Regions from separate parts of the Sus scrofa genome. Here all the other regions are linked to region 3. The links are chromatin contacts, called in public HiChIP or PLAC-seq maps. All regions are on one chromosome and are shown on one strand. The core of a region is the stretch at or near the end of the contact, and the rest is flanking DNA. Distances in the headings are between cores, read along the strand shown. Region 1 has its middle 19 kb from the start of GNA13. Region 2 holds the start of RGS9 (regulator of G-protein signaling 9). Region 3 holds the start of WIPI1 (WD repeat domain, phosphoinositide interacting 1).

The links. HiChIP or PLAC-seq counts read pairs in DNA pulled down with a chosen protein or histone mark.
Region 1: an H3K27ac HiChIP or PLAC-seq map of alveolar macrophages shows a contact between it and region 3. The contact joins the enhancer-like site here to the promoter of WIPI1 in region 3. A contact is called at or near these places in 1 of 5 promoter capture datasets (liver), 9 of 47 Hi-C or Micro-C datasets (blood, embryonic fibroblasts, omental adipose tissue and 4 more) and 2 of 2 datasets of contacts at active chromatin or transcription factors (alveolar macrophages and skeletal muscle).
Region 2: a contact with region 3 is called in an H3K27ac HiChIP or PLAC-seq map of skeletal muscle. The contact joins the promoter of RGS9 here to the promoter of WIPI1 in region 3. A contact is called at or near these places in 2 of 5 promoter capture datasets (fetal liver and liver), 11 of 47 Hi-C or Micro-C datasets (alveolar macrophages, embryonic fibroblasts, fetal heart ventricle and 6 more) and 2 of 2 datasets of contacts at active chromatin or transcription factors (alveolar macrophages and skeletal muscle).

What each region holds. Positions count from the first base shown.
Region 1 is chr12:11,985,021-11,987,720 of Sscrofa11.1, reverse strand. No RefSeq gene overlaps it. Among named protein-coding and RNA genes, the nearest start is that of GNA13, 19 kb to the right of the region's middle. Within about 2 kb of position 1,325, at least 27 of the 83 cell types and tissues checked have an H3K27ac peak or open chromatin away from gene starts, as enhancers often do. A contact at or near this core is called in alveolar macrophages, liver, omental adipose tissue and 3 more, where this site is marked.
Region 2 is chr12:12,014,069-12,016,768 of Sscrofa11.1, reverse strand. It overlaps RGS9 (regulator of G-protein signaling 9), which reads right to left and starts at 1,448. Exons shown (of 19, transcript XM_021066722.1): 1 at 1,209-1,448. The coding sequence starts at 1,265.
Region 3 is chr12:11,713,745-11,716,609 of Sscrofa11.1, reverse strand. WIPI1 (WD repeat domain, phosphoinositide interacting 1) reads right to left here and starts at 1,278. Exons shown (of 13, transcript NM_001190294.1): 1 at 1,146-1,278. The coding sequence starts at 1,225. It overlaps LOC106507955 (a long non-coding RNA gene), which reads left to right and starts at 1,375. Exons shown (of 3, transcript XR_001304383.2): 1 at 1,375-1,881.

The sequences.
Region 1 (2,700 bases), core at 76-2,575, 270 kb before region 3:
GAACCTGCCTCGTTTCGGCTTCTGCAAACCCATTTGACCTTCAGACTAAGTTCAGGTCTCCAACTTAGCCTTTATCAGAAAGACAAGTGTAGAGTACCTGTTGTGGCTCAGGGGTAAGGAACCAGACTCTATCCATCAGGACGCAGGTTCGATCCCTGGCCCTGCTCAGTGGGTTAAGGATCAGGCATTGCCGTGAGTTGCAGTGTAGGCTGCAGGCAGGGCTTGGATCTGACGTTGCTGTGGCTGTGGCATAGGCCGGCAGTTGCAGTTCCACCTTGACCCCTGGCTTGGGAACTTCCGTATGCCATGGGTGGGGCCCTAAAAAAAAAAAAAAAAAGGAAGACAAGTGCTATTTCCATGTTCAATCTATCTCATTCAGGCAGAGGAAGAGGGCTCTATTGGCTGCCCCATCAGAAACCCCACTCTGAGTAGGATCTCAGGGGTGCCCTGGGTGGTCCAGGTTGAGGAGTGATTTTATGGCTCGGCACCTCTGAGCTGAGACACCCCAAGCTGGATTCCCAGGGGCAGGAGCTCAGGGCAAGTACCCTCCACCCCTGCAGACACACTGTCCCACCTTCCTCGCCCAGGAGTGAAGAAGGCCAAGGGTCCTGCTCTGGATGGGAGCTCAACGTGCCTGCCTTCCCCGTGGTGGAACCCCTCCACCCTGCCCCAGGGCCTGTTTTCTTTGTCAAGTCTCCATGGGGCTCCTCAGGTGAGGTCAAGGAGAACCCCCAACCCTTACGGATTGATGCTGAGTCCTTACACGTTCTAACTTGTTTAATCCTCAAGCATCCCTATGGGGAAGCTACAGTTCTGATCCCTGACTGACAGATGGGGAAACAAAGTCAAAGAGACTTTCAATACCCCGCCCAGGTCATGTGGCCTCGAATGGTAAGTGGCAGCCCTGAGGTTTCACTCCAGGCAGGCTGGTCCAGAGTCCACACTCCAAACTCTGTCCTGGGCTCCCTAGGGCCAGCTAGATACTGGCTGATGACGCAGGGACCCTGGCCACCAAGATCTCCCCGCCTGGGGGCTTTGTCGGCCCCGGTGTTCCTGCATGCCACATGCTCAGGCTCAACCTTTCTGGACACCCCCCTTCCACCCCGCCTTCTGCTCCCAGCAGACACCTTTGCACCCGAGGAACAGATGGGGAAGCAGAAGCAAGTGTGTCCGTCCAACTGTGACTTTCCTGAGTGAAGGGACTTTCCAAAGGTCCCGCCCTGCTGCCTTCTGCCTCTGATTTTCCCGGGACCCGGGATGCCTGGAAGGGCTCAGGAAGATGACGGGTGCAGGACCTCAAGGGAAATGAAAACAGAAGCACCTGCAAGGACGGCGTTTAACGTCCACGAGTTTCACTTTCTTTATTTAGACAGGAGGCTTGAAATTCCATCTCCCTGACTTACTTCTCTTTGCTTCCACGTGAGTCTCAGTACTGCTTCTTGCTCTTCCTCCCCCGCCTGTCCGCCTCTCCCCCTCTCCCCCTCCCCCCTTGCCCCTGGAACATCAGCAGTCGCCTTGGCCTTGGAAGCCACCGCGTCCTGCCCTTTCGCCTCCTCTCTTTTCTTGCGTAGGCGGCTTTCCTGGGTTCAAAGCCAAGGCTGCCCTGCAGACACCAACATCTTTTTTTTTTTTTTTTTGGAGTTCCCGTTGTGGCTCAGCAGGTTAAGAACCCTACTAGTATTCATGAGGATGTGGGTTTGATCCCTGGCCTCTTTCAGTGGGCTAAGGATCCGGCATTGCCGTGAACTATGATGCAGGTCACAGATGCAGCGTGGCTGTGGCTGTGGTGTAGGCTGGCAGCTGTAACTCCAGTTTGACCCCTGGCCCGGGAACTTCCACATGCCCTGGGTGCAGCCCTAAAAAGAAAAAAAATAAAATTATCTTCAGCAAAGCTCTTCTGTGGCTCCCAGTTGCCTCCCTGCAGAAGACAGCGCCCCTCCTCCTGGCACACCAAGGCAAGCCCAGATCTGAGCTAATTTTCCAGCCACTGCTGCTCCTGTGTACTCTCTTCCTCAGTCAGCTCAGGCAACTGTCTTTTTCCTGGACACATGTTGACTCTGCCTTTGGCTCCTGCCTCCCCCTCTGGCTGCCTCCCCGCTCCACGTCATTGACCTTTGCTGCAGTCCCAAAACCCCCTTTTGGGGACATCTCCCTGGGCCCCAGTCAGAGCCACGCTTCCTTCCTCTCCTCTGGTGCTGGTTCATGCCTGCTTGTGACACACACCTCCCAGGGGTGCCGTGTCCCCTCTGGACGGCAAGCATCCCCAGGGACCCAGCCAGAACTCCCCCAACCCCCCAGAACTCCTTCCTGAAATGTAGGAGCCACCTCCCGAGCTGTCGCCTCCACCAGCCCAGACCAGAGGCTTCTCCTAGCTTCCCCCGCTCAGATGCTGAAAGCCCAGCTCCCCTGGGGCTCACACCAGCCAGCTTTGCGTCCTTCCTCCCACCCAGGCATCGGCCTCCAGGTTTCTCCCATGGGTTCCATCTCTTGTCCTCATCTTGAGTGAGTTCAGAGTCCCCCTGGGTGATCCATCACACTTCCCAATATCACAGAATCCCAAGGACCCCCCCGCCTCCACCTCCCAAAGTCACACCCGGGACCTTGTCCTCACCTCAGAAATATGCTGCCTTCAAACCCTGGACTCCAGCTCCTGTGAGCCGGCTTCCAGTCCTCCCAGCTTTTTCTCCCTTGCTCCTCACT
Region 2 (2,700 bases), core at 199-2,698, 300 kb before region 3:
GAGAAGAAGGCAGTGCTGGGAAAAGCCTGGAAGAGGACGGATGGCTCTCAGGGACTGGGATGAGGCGGTTCCTTCTGCTTGTAGGAGCTGGTGTCTAAGGGTTCTTTCCCCATGAATCAACCCTCTGCCTCTCTGTTTTAGATCTTCTGTCTCTACCACCTGCAATATGCACAAGCTTCTTAAAGCAGGTGGACCACATGTGACCAACTGTCCCAGTGTGCCCAGGACTGGCCAGGATTTAGCACTGAAAGTCTTAGACAAACCAGGACAGTTTTTCACTGACTACACATCTGCTGAGCTCCAGAGGCTCAGGACAGGGCTCTTAGTGTCACAAAGCATTCCGCTAATTCTACTCAAGATACGCCTAAGAAGGTAGACAACGCACTGTGAAAAGTAGCTGTGGATGGGATGGGGGGAGGGAGGGCGAGTGACCCAGGACCTAATCCTCGGCCGAACTCTTCCCATGTTGGTTATTTCAAAAGCCCAGAAGAAAAGAAGCTGCTTCATCCCCCGCAGATCACCCCACAAGATGCATTCCACAAGTCCCCGAGATAGACACCCTGTGCCTGGCCACTTGGTCTGAGAAATCCTCTGCCACACAAGGAAACGAGTTCTGACTCGGCTTCCAGCACCGAGACACCTGCGATACACAAGTACACACACCTGAAGGAGGAACCCAGGAGCGCTGGAAGTGGGGTGTCCCTTTATCCCACAGATCACACCACGTTCATGGTCTGTGTGTACATACTCACCACACACACACACACACACACACACACACACACACACGCTTTAAAATCCTGCAGTTTTGAATCAGAAAAACTACAGCAAAAATGTTCATTGAACATCTGGGTGCCTTAAAACAATCTCAGGAGACTGTCTCAGATCTGACCCAGCCTCGCTGAACTGCTTTCTGGCGCCTCCTCTCCCGAGTAACAGGTTGTTCTCAGCCTCCAGCCGACCATCGCCCCTGGCTTCATATGCTCCACTATAAACAGGTTACAAACAGCCCTAATCAGCATAGTCTTTAAAAGACAGACACGTATCCATACACAGAACAAATAAGTCACTTAATAACATCAAGCAGCACTAGTGGACCGCAAGGGATGCCCTCCTCCACTCCTGTCCACAGGCTTGGTCCCACCATCTCTTCTCCGAGTTGGGTCCCTGCGCACCTTCCCCAGCTCAGGCGACAAGACCACGCTCACCTTCTGGAGAAATGCCATCCTCGGCCTGTACTGCTGGCCTTGGTGTCGGATTGTCATCCTGGACCCTGGGTGAATTCACAACCAGGACCCAAGCGAGAGAGAAAAGGGAGAGGCCCCGCGACAGAGAGACGGCGAGGGCGTCCCCGGGCGGCGCGGGGAGCGGGGCGCGGGGCGCGGGGGGCGCGGGCGGGCGGCTGCTGCCTGCGGCGCCCCTTTACTCGCGCGGCTCGCGCCCCCGGGGAAGCAGCCGGGATCCGCGCCAGCCAATCAGCGAGCCGCGCCGCCGGCTCCGGAGCGTGCGCTGCGCTTGCGCCCACCTGTCGCCAGGGGGCAGCGTCCGTCTCGGCTGGGACCCCCGGGGAGCTTCAGGTAAGACCTGCGTGTCGGGGACCCGCAAGTGGAAGGATCTGTCCCCGAGAGCGAGCCTTTTAGGCAGGATGGGACTTCTATACAGAAGGGCAGCAAGGCAGCCTCACTAATAAGTGCAGCGGAAAACGCCGGCTTTGCCATGTCATGCCACTAGCCAGTGGGACAGCCTTGGGTGAGTTCCTTAAAATCTCTAGGTCTCAATTTCTTATGTGAAAAGGAAAAGTTAAAAACCGGATAATAATATCCAACAGCAGCGTTGCTCTGTAATTTAATGGGGATGTGTGGGACACCGCACTCGGCCCTCAAGGAATGTTTAGAGGAGAAACAAATCCTATGCGGAATGGGTGAGATGTTGGTTAATGAAAGAAAGGAGGGGAAAAGGATGGGAGAAAAGCTGGAGTCCTGGTTGGGCCAGTGGCGCGATCTGCACAGCTTCTTTGGTCCTTAGTGTTTTTCTCTCTCTGGATATAAAAGGACAATGCTCCTGAGTATCGCAGGCCAGGCTCTGTGCTGGAGCCAGAACTCCAAAGTGGATTATGACCCAGTCCTACCTCAAGGAGCTCACAGGTTAATGGGGGAAGAAGAATCCTTCAACAAAATGTTATAAAACAAAAATCTGTATATGACAGAGATCTAGTCGATGCAATACAGGACTTTCAGAAGGCTTATCTAGCCTGAGTGGAAGGGAAGATCAGGGAGACGTCCTGCAGGAAGGAAGATGGGAAGTTAACCGGGTAGAAACAGATAAATGCAAGTACATCACCGAGAACAGCGCTGGGATAGGCACAGAGGCGCGGGTCCACGTGGCTTGAGAGTGGCATCAAGGAATTTATTGGGGAGTTCCCATTATGGCCCATAGGAAGCGAATCCGACTAGTATCCATGAGGACGCAGCTTCGATCCCTGGCCTCGCTTGTGGGTTGGGGATCCGGCATTGCCGTGAGCTGGGGCATAGGTCGAAGACTCAGCTCAGATCTGGCGTTGCTGTGGCTGTGGCATAGGCCGGCAGCTGCAGCTCCGATCTGCCCCCTAGCCTGGGAACCTCCATAGCCCCGAGTGCAGCCTTAAAAAAGCAAGAAAAGGAGTTCCCGTTGTGGCGCAGTGGTTAACAAATCCGACTAGGA
Region 3 (2,865 bases), core at 29-2,528:
TATTGTTTAGCATAGGGTGTTTTTTAAACAGAAACACAAAGGCAATGGGAGCCAGAGTTGCTTATGGTACAGGATGGCCTTAATTACACCACCGAATGTTCAATATTAGCATAGCCCGGCCACAGGCAGCCAACACACAAACCTGAAGCTGACTCCAAACAAGGAACACAACAGAAACTGGTACAGCAGGAAATGGGAAACTGGGAATTGCTGCCTGATGCTCTGGGTGCACATTCCAAAGAGATTATTCCATATGGTCCACAGAGCTGGAGTCTAACATGAAAAGAGGTAAGGCGTTTGCTTCTGGGGGGGTGGGGGGGGGCTGAATCCTCCAGATGTTTGAAACAACTCCAGGCTCTCTGGCCAAAGTCCAAAAGTGAACATCAAGGTGAAACATTAAAAAGCCACTCAAAAAGCAACAGGGTGGAGTTCATGTTTCTCGGAGAAGGCAGCCCCAGCCCGGGGCCGGGAAAGGGTTCCTAGACTGGGAGAAGGAGACTGTGTCTCGCTGAGTGGGTTAAGTGAAAACCCAGTATAGACCAATGGCAAAGTTTCTGACGTCCAGAGCCGGCAGGCGAGGTGCTCTGCGCTGGGGCTGGGGCAGGGGCTGGCCTGGCCGCAGGGATAGGCTGCCTCTTTGTCATTGGCCCTGCCCAGATGCCACGTTGAGATGCTCAAGGACAAATGGGAAACTTTTTCCTGTGCTCCCATCTTCCCGGGCCTCAACACTTCGCCTTCGGTCAATTTGCAACCCCCGCTCCTTTCCCATCTCCTTTGTTTTGGCCACTGCTCCTCCTTCTCCAGACCCCCACTTAGGTCATTACCCTCCTCCCTCGCCCCCCACATTCCTTAGCCTCCTTTAGCCCCATTCCCCTGGCTAACTCCCTCCTTCCTTCTCGGCCGGCCGCTCCTGGCTCTCCGCCTGCAGCGGGGGATGGGGGCGCTCAGCCCCCCTGCTGGAAGAGGGGAAAAGAGGAAGGGGTGGCTACCAAGACCCGCACCAGTCCGGGGAAGCACCAGCCTTCCCTCCGAGGGCCGATTGGGACGTAGGCCTGTGCCTCTTGCTACAAGCTGCCGACTGGACAACACCCCTGATCGCCACTTTTTCTCTCCCACCTCCCGTCAGGGCTGGTGCCTCGGCTTACGTGCAGTCCTGGTTGAAAGAGAAGCAGCTGAGCGCCGCCTCGACCCTGCCTGGGGGGCGGCCCGCGGCCTCGGCCTCCATCGGGGTTCGACCCGGGGAAGCCGCAGCTCGGAGCGGGCGACAGCCACCTCAGCAGCCCGCTGGCGCCGGCTCCGCGGGCCGGGGCGCCGGCCCCCCTCCGCCCCTAGCCCCGCCCCGCCCCAATTAGCTCCGCCCCTTCTCGTCCTGCCCCGCCCCTCATGCCGGCCCTCCCAGGACTAAGCAGCCGAGAGGGCGGGGTCCCCACTGCCTACCCCCATTGGTCGAGGGCCCCTGTCGCGGCGCACCCTTGGCCAATTGCCGATGGCTGTGGGCAGAATCCCTCTGTTGGCAGCCCGCCCCCAACTCCGTGAATCGGTTTGCCATTGGGCGAAGGTGAGTGACGCAAAGGCTGCAGGACACGTGGTGGTGTTTTCATTGCCAGGGCGGTGGGGCGGAGCGCGGGAAGGGAAGAACGAGTGCAGCTCCCGCCAGGCCTGCTGGCACTGGTCTGGCTTCTACGTCGTGGCGGCGGCAAAGGAGAAAGAGGACGCGCTCCTTCTCACTCCACCCAAGCCTCTGTCCTGTGTAATACTCGGTCTATTGAACTACAGAGTTTAGTAGAGAGCGTTAGACGCCAAAAGCCCCGCCCTCTTGCAGAGTCTTGAAGCTGCTTTGAAAACTATTTCCAACTTGAGGATGCTAAGGCCAGATAAATAGTAAGTTATCTTATCCATTGCCCTGTGGTTGAGAACTCTTACTGCAGGTCAAGCACTGTGTTAACTATGTATATTATCGCCTTGAATTCTTATAAAAGTTTGTGAGGAAAATAAAATTATGCCCAATTTTAAAAAGCTGCAACGAAGCACGCAACTGCTGAACAATTCTTTCTGAAGTAACACACTAAATGGTAAAATGTGAGTGTGTCTGATTTCAAGATCTGTGCACCAAATGACTCTGTTAGACAGTACTTGGCAAAGCCTATCTGATCTGTAGTTGAAAAAAAATGAACGTGTGTGTTTAGTGTGGTGTATTTTATGAAAGGAATGACGTATCAAAGACAGCATAATTAAAAACTCACATAATTCCAGATGAATCCTGACAAAGTGTCTCTTTTCCCAAGCTAAATACATATTGCCACGTAGAATTAGCAACACAGTTGGTAATCAGCAGCTCTGCTAATTTTGAATTTATATAATTACTGACGAATTTTTTAATTCATGCTTTGCAAATTTTGAGACCAAATCATATTTTATTGTTGTTTTACCACAGCGTTTCAAACTGGCATAGTTCAAATCTTCTATTTTGTGACAAAGCTATATATATGGTTTTTTTTGGAAATTGGGCCTACAGTAGGTGAGCAAAGAGCACTATTTCACTTCAGCTTTTCTAACTAACTTCTGGTTTTGGTTTTCTGAAATGCAAATAAAGGAGTTTCTTCTTTCAATGCTGTTGTTCTCTCTCTCAGCTGATGTAAAAATATAAAAATAGTTCAGCTCCTAGATCTGCTGATGTTGACTGCCCTTAGTTGCCTGTGAGGTTTTGTATAAATCACCATAAGGGAAAAAGCTGCTGCTTGGGTGCTTTAACTGCATCATCTTTGTAACCTCTTGGATCAAAGGTGCCTTCCCCTCCTGCTCCCAGCTCCTCTGGCAAATGCTGCAAGCTTTTTTTGTTCTATTTAGAGAACCAAAGTCTGGCTT